Linked DNA regions of Mus musculus: all the other regions are linked to region 3. A link is a contact called in public ChIA-PET and promoter capture Hi-C data. All regions are on one chromosome and are shown on one strand. The core of a region is the stretch at or near the end of the contact, and the rest is flanking DNA. Distances in the headings are between cores, read along the strand shown.

Evidence for each region. Promoter capture Hi-C pulls out the DNA fragments that hold promoters and counts their contacts. ChIA-PET counts read pairs in DNA pulled down with a chosen protein or histone mark.
Region 1: a promoter capture Hi-C map of pre-B cells shows a contact between it and region 3, with 4 times the contacts expected there. The contact joins the promoter of D130051D11Rik here to the promoter of Cerk in region 3. A contact is called at or near these places in 2 of 39 promoter capture datasets (hippocampal neurons and pre-B cells) and 3 of 115 datasets of contacts at active chromatin or transcription factors (bone marrow-derived macrophages, large pre-B cells and microglia).
Region 2: an RNA polymerase II ChIA-PET map of memory CD8 T cells shows a contact between it and region 3, with 20 read pairs. The contact joins the enhancer-like site here to the promoter of Cerk in region 3. A contact is called at or near these places in 1 of 39 promoter capture datasets (pre-B cells), 2 of 484 Hi-C or Micro-C datasets (Sertoli cells and embryonic stem cells), 3 of 115 datasets of contacts at active chromatin or transcription factors (bone marrow-derived macrophages, double positive thymocytes and memory CD8 T cells) and 2 of 9 other capture datasets (embryonic stem cells and pancreatic islet).
Region 4: a promoter capture Hi-C map of embryonic stem cells shows a contact between it and region 3, with 6 times the contacts expected there. The contact joins the promoter of AU022754 here to the promoter of Cerk in region 3. A contact is called at or near these places in 3 of 39 promoter capture datasets (embryonic stem cells, liver and stem cell-derived epiblast-like cells).

Annotation. Positions count from the first base shown.
Region 1 is chr15:85,633,186-85,635,885 of GRCm38.p6, forward strand. It overlaps D130051D11Rik (a long non-coding RNA gene), which reads left to right and starts at 1,411. Exons shown (of 2, transcript XR_003951642.1): 1 at 1,411-2,700.
Region 2 is chr15:85,656,188-85,658,887 of GRCm38.p6, forward strand. No RefSeq gene overlaps it. Among named protein-coding and RNA genes, the nearest start is that of D130051D11Rik, 23 kb to the left of the region's middle. Within about 2 kb of position 1,429, at least 137 of the 459 cell types and tissues checked have an H3K27ac peak or open chromatin away from gene starts, as enhancers often do. A contact at or near this core is called in bone marrow-derived macrophages, double positive thymocytes, memory CD8 T cells and 2 more, where this site is marked.
Region 3 is chr15:86,184,868-86,187,567 of GRCm38.p6, forward strand. Cerk (ceramide kinase) reads right to left here and starts at 1,274. Exons shown (of 13, transcript NM_145475.4): 1 at 640-1,274. The coding sequence starts at 781. It overlaps Gm15569 (predicted gene 15569), which reads left to right and starts at 861. Exons shown (of 3, transcript NR_155352.1): 1 at 861-917; 2 at 1,339-1,374; 3 at 1,785-2,329.
Region 4 is chr15:85,579,868-85,582,567 of GRCm38.p6, forward strand. AU022754 (expressed sequence AU022754) reads left to right here and starts at 1,275. Exons shown (of 5, transcript NR_040433.1): 1 at 1,275-1,550; 2 at 2,383-2,700. It overlaps Wnt7b (wingless-type MMTV integration site family, member 7B), which reads right to left and starts at 1,954. Exons shown (of 4, transcript NM_009528.3): 1 at 1,513-1,954. The coding sequence starts at 1,583.

The sequences.
Region 1 (2,700 bases), core at 161-2,660, 550 kb before region 3:
GCTGTATGGGTCTTAGCTACTTAGTCTTTAAAAACATTTAAGTCCTTTGCCTATAATTAAATTAGGGATTTCATTGTTGAGTTTTAGTTCTTTATGTAATCTGGACACTAGGTATCTATTTTTTGGCTACAAGTGATTTATCACTTGTTGAAACATTGTTACCTTTTAAATGTAGAAAACTCAAAAGAGGGCCGAGCTTGGTGGCTCAAGCCTTTAATCCCAGCACTCCGGAGGCAGAGGCAGGCAGATTTCTGAGTTCGAGGCCAGCCTGGTCTACAAAGTGAGTTCCAGGACAGTCAGGGCTATATAGAGAAACCCTGTCTCGAAAAAACAAACAACAAAAACAAACAAAAAACAATAACAAAAACAAAAGAGAGAAAGAAAGAAAGAAAGGAAAACTCAAAAGAGATGGAAACAAGACGGCCTATGAGAGTTAAATAACAAAGGGGTTTCCCATCTAGGGCTGTGTGGGGCCACAAATAGGGCTATGGTCAGACCCTCACAGCAACACCAGCCACAAAAAGACAAAGGGCAAGGTAGTACTGTATAGTATTGTCCCTATTTCTGTTTCAAATATACATAGAATTATAAAAATAGAAACGTCAAAATGTTAACACTAGTGATCTTAAATAATCAGAGTGTTTATTTGTTTTTGTTGTTGTTTTTTGTGTTGTTGTTGTTGGTGTTTTTGAGATATAGCCCTGACTGTCCTGGAACTTGCTCTGTAGTCCAGGCTGGTCTCAAGAGCAGAGATTCACCTGCCTCTACCTCCCAAGTGCTGGGATTAAAGGAGTGTGCCACTACCTGGCATATTGATCAGGTTTTTAAAAATTCTTGTCAACTTTCTAAATTTTCTCCAGTAACGTATGATTTTTGAGTTGGAAAATTATAAAGTTTTTGTTTGTTTGTTTGTTTGATACTAGAATGGAAGCCAAGGTCTCCTGTCTGCTAGGAAAGGACTCTACCAACTGAGGTACACCCTTAGATCAAGAACTGGGTATTTTTAAGGTATTCTCAAGTGTTACTGCAATTTTGCAAGACTCTTTACATCACGTACACAGCCTCAAAAAAGGAAAAATCTCACGAGGAGCTTGAGGGTTACCCGTTTTCTTCCTCCTTGCCAAGATTTACAAACTCCAAGGGCAGGAAAGCTTTCAGAACAGAAAAGTCTGACTAAAACGAAAATCTGATTCAAGTGAAATGCAGCCCTAAGGTTCACAGTGACAGGCTGAGAGCCCGCCCTGAGTCTGCGCAAACTCATTTAGGCCGCGCGCAGAGGCTCCGCCTCCCGCCTGCCCGCACTAAGGTTGGGCGTGCCCGGCGCCAGGTCCCGCCCACATACCTAGGCCCCGCCCCACACGCAGGCCTCGCCCCGGAGCCGCAGCCTGCTAGGCCGTAAATTTGCATTCAGAGCTGGCCGACCCAGGGCCCGCCCACTCTGTGCTTCACTCCGCCCGCACCGCCCGCGACCCCGGAAGTCGGAGATGGTGGCCCAGTGGCTCCACCTCCAGCTGGGCAAGGCTCCGCCTCTAGACAGGGCCCCGCCTCTCAGCTGCGAACCGCGGCCTCCAAGTATGCCGCACCCTGGACTTCATTTCCGGCGCAGGCTACTTAGAAGTCACGCCCCCAGACTCGAGAGGCCCCGCCCTACGTCTACCGCGAGTCTGCTTCCGGGGTGGAGCGTGAGAGTTGTGTGTTATTTTAAGGGCTGTGGGCGCCGTGGGCGCACTTCTGCCTTTTCTGCTCCCTCTGTACCCCCTCAAGGTGTGAGCGTGGAGCTTTCTAGGTCCCTAGAGGGGGCAGGCCACGGCACCGTCTTGGCGGCGGAGTCCTGGCACCGGGAACCCGAGGCCCCTCCTACTTTAGACTGTAGCCTCCCTCTGTACCAGGAGCGACGTGGCCCTGCCGGGTGCTCAGCCCTATCCAAGAAATGCAGAGCCCAGGCTAGCCCCGCAGTGTGAACGCCCCTTTTGGAGGTCTGCAGGCCCAGAGACGAGAGCGCCTATTTGTTGACAGCCACTTTTCAGGAAGGCCCGCACATGCTTCTGATGTGCTGTCGCAGGGCTCCTAGCCACTGTGGCCAGCACTGTCCCTCCACAGAGAGACAAGTCCTTCCACACCCTGGTTCTGATTCTCTGGTTTAATCTGTTCTGCTCAGCTGGAGCACATAGTTCCTTTCCGTGGTCACCTCTCGTCGCCAGCACTGCCCCGTTCATCATTCTTTATTCCTAGCCAGAAGACTTTAAGCATCCTGGAGGTGCCTGATGTCCCCACCCCAACTTGTTCACCGAGACCATCAAATAAAGGTTCTTTAACCTTTAATAATGGCTCATACAGAGGACCCACTGTGGCTTAAAACATCATGGGGTTGCTTAATCTACTAAATGTCCTGGCTTATCAACTCAGCACACTGGAGCATGTGGTTTCCCCTGGTGATGGCCAGCGTTGAGAAAGGGTGCTTATATCGCATTATCACCAGCATGGAAGAGATCAAACTCAAAATCCCAAGTAGTGTTTCTGCTGATGCCTGTCGCTTCTGCACCATTACAAGATCAACCCCCAAATGAAACATTGTAGATTGTGCATCATTTGTGCGCTGTCTTTCTTTGTACCGGAGTCAGGAGTGGGTTGCAGAAGATGGTCTCTATGATGCCTTTGAAGAACATGGAAAAGTAGGTGATTTCCAAGCATCTGGTTTGT
Region 2 (2,700 bases), core at 179-2,678, 530 kb before region 3:
GGATTTTCATGTTAGAGAACCTAGCGTGCCAGGCTCCCAACTTGTAAGATCCCACCCGAATTGGAAAGAAGGTGTCCTCCAAGGATGGGGGAGGAAGGCAGTCAGAGCTGTGAAGGCTGTAGAAGTCACCCTGGAGTGGGTGTATGTTTCAAAGGGAGCGGACTGAGGTGAATATTTTAATCCTGTGTGTAGATAGATGGATAAGATAAAATAAATTAATTATGACCCCGCCCTGTCTGGAGACTCCCTAAAGCGCTCTCGCAGTTAACCCCAGCTTCAGCTAGTTGGCAGTTACAAGTAAAATCTCTCCCAGGCCTTGGTCTCAAAGCCTCAGATGGAATTGGCATTTTGCTGTGATTTGATTATTTGATTGTTAAATTATTGATGGTTGCATAAGGTAATCCTCCCCGAAAGGTAAAAAAGCAACCCCTTCCTGCCTTTTTAATTTAAAAATTGTCTCAGTAGAGATTTTTTTCTTTCATCCTGGCTTTTGTTTGCTAAATTAAAATGGCATGTGTTTTTGTTTTAGAAAGCAGGGATTTTTTTTTTCTATGCCCAGTGTTAAGGAGAGGAAGTAAAATAAATCTTTTGAAAGTGTGCCCATCCATTCATGGCTTAAAAATTCCAAGTCCCAGACTTTGTTCTCCTTTCTCTCATTGAGTTGGAGGAAATAAAAATGTGTACTCATGCAACTCACCTGTTGATTGTTTTTTTTTTTAAGTTATTTGTTTTATAGTCTAATCCCCATTGAGCACCGAGATGTCTAGCAAGGCTGGGTCTGTATGGTCTGTGAGAGGTTGGTGCCTCACAGGTCCTGGGCCTGGCAGGAGTCCGGGCCATCAGCTCATGGGTCAACACATGTCTGTGTGCGGCAGCTCAAACTGCCTTCAGAAAGCCAGGAGTGGTGGGAGACATATGCTCTACACACAGCATTTTGTTCTGATTTATTTTAGGCCATTTAAGATGCTGTTAGCACGAAGAGTGGCGGATCTCACTCACGTTCTGAAAACCATTGGAGTTTCAAGCTCAAGTACTTTTTTTTTCCAATCCAAATTTAGGAATTGCCTTTTAGAGTAGAAAACAGCACAGGGGCACTCCTTTTATCCCACTTTTAAAGGAAGATATTTAAGCCACCCTCATTGGATCTGGAGACCCATCCCTGCAGCTGGAATCTAGAAACAGCCCACTGTAAACAAGTGAGAAACAAGATACACTCTCACAGGGGTCAGGGTCCTGGGATTGGAGTGTCCTTAGACATACACTGAGCCCTGGTCTGTGCACAGATCTTCCTTCTAAGGCTGTCATGTTATCAGAAGGGAGACTACCAACCCAGCTGAGACACTGTCACACTCCACAGAGTCACTAGTCAGACCCACAAGCTGCATCATGCCCTTTGAGTGATAAAGGGACCCGTGTAAGTACCATTACTTTAAGGCGAACCTAGACGGTCTTTGTTCCCTGTAGCTCTGCCCTGGCTCCAGGCGCTACTACTGACACTGTGAAAACAGCAGACAGACAAACCAAACTCTATAGGAAATACAACGACTCTCCGACTCTCCAAGGAAAATGGTCTGGAAGCTGTTAGAGGGGTATAGAAAGGCTCCTTGAAATTTGAAGGTGCTTCACTCCTGGTATAAACAGGAGCCTGCTCGCTTGTAGCTGTTGGGGCTACTGCAGGCCAGTGACACCAGCAGCCAGTGTTGGCGGATCTCTTGGTTTCAGTTTCTATTTGAGAAACAGAAGCTTTCCCTACAGGGTCAAGGGCTGGAGATAAGGGAATAGCTATAAACTAACTTTTTCTTAAAAAGAGGCAATGGGTGATAATCAGTATTTGCATTAAATTCATAAACAGTAGCCATTCACACACTTCATTCTCCATGTGAATTATATCTTTGTGATATAACATAGTCCTGTGATTCTGAACGCATCATGGATACATTGTAAACAATTTAGAGGTTACAGAAATGAATGCAAGGAAAGGTGGTTTGTGGTTTCTACAAAGAGACAAGCTCTCCTCACGTTTTCCTGGGCTTCCTCCCTCTTGACTCTTGCAGTATCTGTTTGCACGATGCCTGTCTGCTCCGTTGTCCCCGTTTCTTTGCCATTTGGTTCCAGAGGCACTTCTTCCTCCCAGGCGAACCCGATCTGTCTCCTCCAAGTGGCCAGCTCTGGCCCTTAGGTATTCAAGGAGAAGGCCTCCGGCTCCCTGATACCAGATTTCTTCCCTGAGGTTTTGTGAGCCCAGATCTGGCAGCCGGACCTTAATCATTCCAGCAGCAGACAGCCACACTGCAAAGCTAAGGATGTACAAAAACTCTGGGTGCATGGGAGTAGAGCGGCCCAGAACCTTGCTATTAAGGTGGAGAAGGGAAACTGAGGCTTTCCTTGGGGTAGGGGTAGAGGCAGGTAGGGAACATGGCGGTCAGCACAGGGACCTGCAGTATGGCGATATGATAAACAGCAGTATTGGTGTTTGGATCCTGGGCAGAGTAAAACAGTTGGGCCAAATAAAGCAGGCCTCTTGTTAGCTGTGAAGTGGCCGTCGGCTCTGTTGAGATAGTTGCCTCTAAGGTGTCCATTTTATGGCCTTGACTTAAATCTACCAAGTGGATTGCCAATGGGGACAAGGGGCTTGCAAGCAGGGAAACACCAGAAAGGTTAATGTAGGGATCCAGTCCCCAGATGCCATATCATAGTTAG
Region 3 (2,700 bases), core at 24-2,523:
CATTCCCAGTCACTGCGGGTGGGTTGCGTTTTTTCCCCATGCTGGCCTAAGCTACTCCTCTTTCAACCCTGAGGGCGGCTGAGCAGGGTGTACACTCCATCGGAAAGTCAAAGGCCCTTGCTCAACTGCCTAATCGCAGGAAGTCCCTGCCAGGGCCCCTCTGGGCTTCTCCCATAGAGAAACATGTGTATGTACTTGGGTTCACTGTATTGGACGAAGAATATGACCAGAAACCAGTCCTGTCCAGGTGTGCCAGCGCCATCCCGACGGCAGCACCAGCAACAGACCTCCCCCAGGGTCCCGCGGATGCTCCGGGATGGGGGGTGGGGGGCTGTGGACGTCCGCTCTTCCCCTCCCCCTCCAGCACCTCCAGAGGCTTTGTCATCCCAGTTCCAGGAGTATCTGGGCTCTCAGCACCCAGACGGTTCCCCGCCAGAGGCCGCGGAGTACTTAGACCGCCCGGCACCCGGGCTCTGCGTCTCGGATTCCCCGCGCCTCGGTATCCCGGGCGCCTCTCCCCGTGCCCCAGGTCTCCTCCCTCCGAGTTCCGCCCCATCCCAGCCTGCCCGGAGCGCTCGGGCTACGCAGGCCGGGGTGGATGCAGCGCCGGCCCCACCAGCCCGGGATGGCCACACTTACCGGCACCCGGCGCGGAGGGCCCGGGCTCCGGGCTCCGCCACCAGCGTAGCAGAGCCCGCGCGGGCTCCAGGCTGACGGCACAGCGTCGCCGTTTCACCCACAGCACGGAGTGCAGCGGCTCCGCCGCCCCCATTGCCCCCATCGCCGCCGGCGCGGCCTCGTCCGCCGGGCGCGGGGCGCGCGGACACCGGGGGGGGCGCGGGACCGTTAGCGGCCCCTGCAGTCTGCCCGGCGGTGACGCGGGGAGGCGGGAGCGGGAGGCGGCGCTGCGTCACCCGGTACGCAGAGAGGGTGGCGGGGACCCGGGAGGAGGCGACCAGGGTGAGGACAGGAGAAGCTAGACTTGGGGCCAGAGAAGAATCAGAAACAGAGGAGTCTAGGGAGCCTAGGATGAGGAGCAGAAAAGGCCTAGGAAGGAACGGGAGGGAGGGGTCAGAGGAGGGGACTGAGGGACCTGGCTGTGGGGAGGGCGGTCGGAGCGGCCGGGTGCCCTGAAAGACACTAGTCTGTCGCTCTGGCTGCCCCTGGGTCCTGCTGGGTCTGCACGAGCGACGGGGTAGGGAGGGCTGCAAAGGGACGGGCGGAGTCCCAGCAGCGCAGAAATGTTGCCCGGGCGGTCCTGGGCAGGCGATAGGAGGCCGTGGAACTGCTGGTGTGCGCCCAGGAGCGATTTGACCTTGGGCATCCGTCTCTTTTTAGGTCTTGGTCTCCTGGCGGCTAGCAAGAGTCCTGCAGGTTAGTCCCAGTAGGCAAAGGAAGGCTAGGATGGAGAGGACAGGGGTTACCTTCCAGGGGAGTGGAAGCTTCATGTGTGGATGGTTGTGGGTCTACAGCCACCAGAGAGACGGGAGAAGGCGTCTTCTTATCAGTCACCTGACTGTACCCTCCCAAACAGGCCTAGGGAACCGGAGTTGCTGCTCTTGATGCAGCTTAACATGGGACAAGCTGAACATATCCACCTCAGGGAGGTCTTCCTGGACTCCGTCTCCCCCAGCCAAAGCATCCCAAGACACAGCAGGGCAAAATTCAGCACTGCACTCATTGCATATCTACCCATCTTTGTGAAAATTCCATGGGCATGTGGGCTTGTCCCTTACTGGGTCTCCAGTGTCTAAAATGGTCTCTGTGCATAATGTGTTACTCAGATATTGGTTGCGTGATAGCATCTGTTCACATCTGACCAAGGAAGAGTCTCCTCGGAGATGCTAACTGGTCCAAGAGTGCAGGGCTCTGTGGTGTGACAGAGCTAAGCCTCACAGCGGAGTCAGCTTTCAAGAAGACAGGAGAGCCTTCTGCCCTCCCCCTCAGCTCTCCTGCTGTTGCAGACTGGGGTGGAGCTGGCCAAGTCTACCTTGCCTGTGCCTGGTACCAGAGGGCTAAGGTACAGGTCTGATCCTGTCGGTGCCCTGTGTCCATCTGCAGGGCAGGGACAACCATGAATCACTTGCTTCCTGGAAGCCCAGCCCAATGGTAGGCTCCCTGACAGCCCTGGAGTGTTGGTTAGGCCCAGGCAGAATCCTAGCCCCACCCTGGAGCAAGCTGGACCTGACCTAGCTCAGTTGTTAGTTGAAGCAATGGCTGTCCCAGCTCTTTCCTTTCACGGCTATCGGGATGAGGCTTGGGGAATGTGGACATGAAACTTCTTCAGAAACCTCTTGCCATTGCTGATGATGCTGCCTCTGTTACTGGTGAGGGGTTGTGTCGGGCAAGGGCAGCAGGGGCTATTATTATTATTAATTATTATTATTACTATTATTATTATTATTATTTTGAGACAGGGTTTCTCTGGGTAGTCCTGATTGTCCTGGAGCTCACTCTATAGACTCTCAAACTTAAAGATCCACCTCCCTCTGCCTCCCAAGAGCTGAGATTAAAGGTATGAGCCACCACGCCTGGAAATTAATGCAGTGTTTATATGTAAGTGTTTAATACCAAGAGGACTGGACTCCACCTTAGTCCTAGAGGAGTTCCATCCAGGAAGACACAGCCACACGGTCCACAAAATACTAAAGAACCTGAGGAGGGCCACCTGTGTGAATTATAGCTCACTAGTGAGAACCA
Region 4 (2,700 bases), core at 25-2,524, 600 kb before region 3:
GCCAGGGCCGGTGCAGTCAAGCGCCCAACTCAAAGGCCTTGGCGCCAGAACCAGGTAGCTGGGATCTGCATGGATCCTCCTCCCAAAGGGCGGTGGGTCCCTTCACAGGCCCAGGAGATTCATTACAGGCTGCTGAGAGTCCAGGAAGCAGTGGCCTGCCCACCCTGCCCCCATCCCAGCAAGCTCAAAGCCCCGGCACCCCTCACCTTCATAAACAAACACCCAGGGACATAGCCTACCCTCACAAACCTACAATAAACACAACCACTCTCAGCCGCAGACACTCCCGCCCAGGTCTGCAGGAATAAGGAAGAGACTTTCAATCCTGCCTCTGAGGCCACCAGGTTTGGTCCCTACCCCTCTCTGGGCCTCAATTTCTTCACCTGTAAGATGGCGGAGGTGCAGAGAGCTGGGAAGGGTGCTGATCTTCAGCGACTGTTTCTACCTCTCGCCTGGAAAGTCGGTCTCCCAGGTACCGGAACCCGCCCCTCCTACAGGTCTGGTCACTGGCCTTCCTAGGGCCAAGATGAGGCTGGCCTCAGAGCGCCGGGCGACACATAGTAGGATCGCCGGGCAAGGCGGGCACAGATGTCCGCAGGTGCTCCGAGTGGGGGTGGGGGTCTGGTCCCGGCCGGCCCGCCAAGAGTGACTAACGCCCGCGAGGTGCGGTGCGCTCCGTTCGGTCACACTGCCCCTCCACCCCCAATCCGGGGAGGCCGAGACAGATTCCGTCTAAAGGAGATCGCGGCTCAACAGGTAAGGACTCGGCTGGGTTCAGGAATGTGGAAATACGACTCGGAGCAGCTACGGCGGCGAGCAGCGAGCGCGGCCCGCCTGGAGCCCGCCCGGCCGGCCGCGCCAGGGGGAGCTCGGTGAGAGGGGGCCGGGCGCAAGGCCCCGGGCGGGCGGGGGCGCGGGCCCGGGACGGAGCCCGAGGCTGCTGCGCCAGCCCCACGGCCCATCCCGAGCCAGCCGGACGAGTTGTCAAGGTAATTTCAACATGTCCGGGTGATGGATAGAGACGAAGGGCCGCGGCGGGTGCAAGGCCTGCGCGCTCGCGGCGAGTGCGCGCCCCGATCTCCCCCGCCGGGGATGCCCCACGCACCCCCCCCCCGGCCCGGCGCGCCCTCCCGGCGGCTAGCGCTCGGCCCGGGCTCGGCGCCCAGCGCAGCCCGGGGGAGGGAAGGCGCGTCCCACCCCCGGGGCCTGGAGCCCAAACAGGTGAAAGTACGCGCCCGGCACGCTCGCCGCTACCCGCGAGCCCCGCTGCGGCCGTCCGCGGACCGCGCTGTCCCTGCTGCGTATTGGCTCCGCGCCCCTCCGGAGGATCTCTGGCTCCGGGGGGGCTCGGTTGAGTCTCAACGAGGCTGGGTTGAGGGCCGGAGATACCAGCCAGCCTGGCCACTTCAAGAAACGCCCTCCCCCACCAACTCCTATCCCCAGGTCCGCTGGAGGAGGCTCTGGTGGCTGCCGGCTCCCCGTCTGCAGCCCCCCGCCCAGAGAAATACTCACCCGAGCTTCACGTAGAGGACGCCAAAGCAGAGAAACACGTAAAAGATCCACTTTCGAAAGTTTCTGTGCATGATCCAGGGAGGGGGGCTGCGCCATAGACAGCTGCGGCCGGAGGGGACGCGCGGGTGGGCAGGGGCCGGGCAGGAGCCAGGGAGCTGCGGTAGGACCACGCTCAGCCGGCGCTTCGGCTCGGGAGGCGGGCGACGCGTGGGCACCCGGCACGCGTTGCCACCATGGTGAGCCCAGGGCGCCGCAGCCGCCGCGTGCGCCCGGGGGAGTGACCCGGGCGGGGAACCGCGACCTCGGAGCCCAGCGGAGTGACCGTGGGACTCTGCGAGCGCAGGCCGGGGCCAGGAGCAGCGGGCGGGCGCTGCCTCCACTGGGCTTAGCCGCCTGGGGCCGTGCGCGCCTCGCGGTGCGCCGGGGCGGCCAATGTGTCCGCACTTGTCCGCCTCCCCAGGTGACTCGCGGCCCCGGCAAGCGAGCCGCGAGCAGGCGAGCGCGCCCCAGGTAGGAGGATCCGCCTCCCGCCCGCCCTCCTCGCTCGCAGCGCGCTCTCTCGCGCGCGCTCCCTGGCTCTCCCCTCCCTTTTCTCCTCCCTCCCCCGTGACACACGAACGCATCTAACCCCTCGCCCCCCCTCCCCAGGCCAGCTCCCTTCCGATCGCCCTCCCAGGACTGCGTGGGAAGAGGGGAGGGAGGGGAGAGGGTGCGGCTCCAAAGAGACACCTGCGCTCCTCAGAGACAGTGAAGGTGGGGGTAGGGGCGGGGGCTAAGAAACTACCCGCTCAGGGCTTGGTGGTCACTTGGTTTCCAGTTTCTAGTTAAAGAGAGAGAGACCACCCACCACCATCTCCTTTCTATGTGCAGACATCTTTCCCCTAGACGTTACCTACGTGGGTGCTTCCAGGGCCACAACTCCGGATCAGGCATTGTTACCTGCCCAACAAACTCGGGGAAAACTCGTTCCAGTGCCCGGCACTGCAGAGCGCAAGCAGAGCGTGGGACTTGAGACTGGTAGACACACCAGCCTGCCCAGCATTAAAAGTGGCACCATGACAGAGAGACTCAGAAAGGCATCCTTGGAGAGTCCCAGTCTGAGGATTCTGTCTCACTCTGCAGGCCTGTCCGATGCGGGCGGGTGTCAGATCTGATTCTTGTTGAACCGCTAAAGTGGGAAGTCAGACT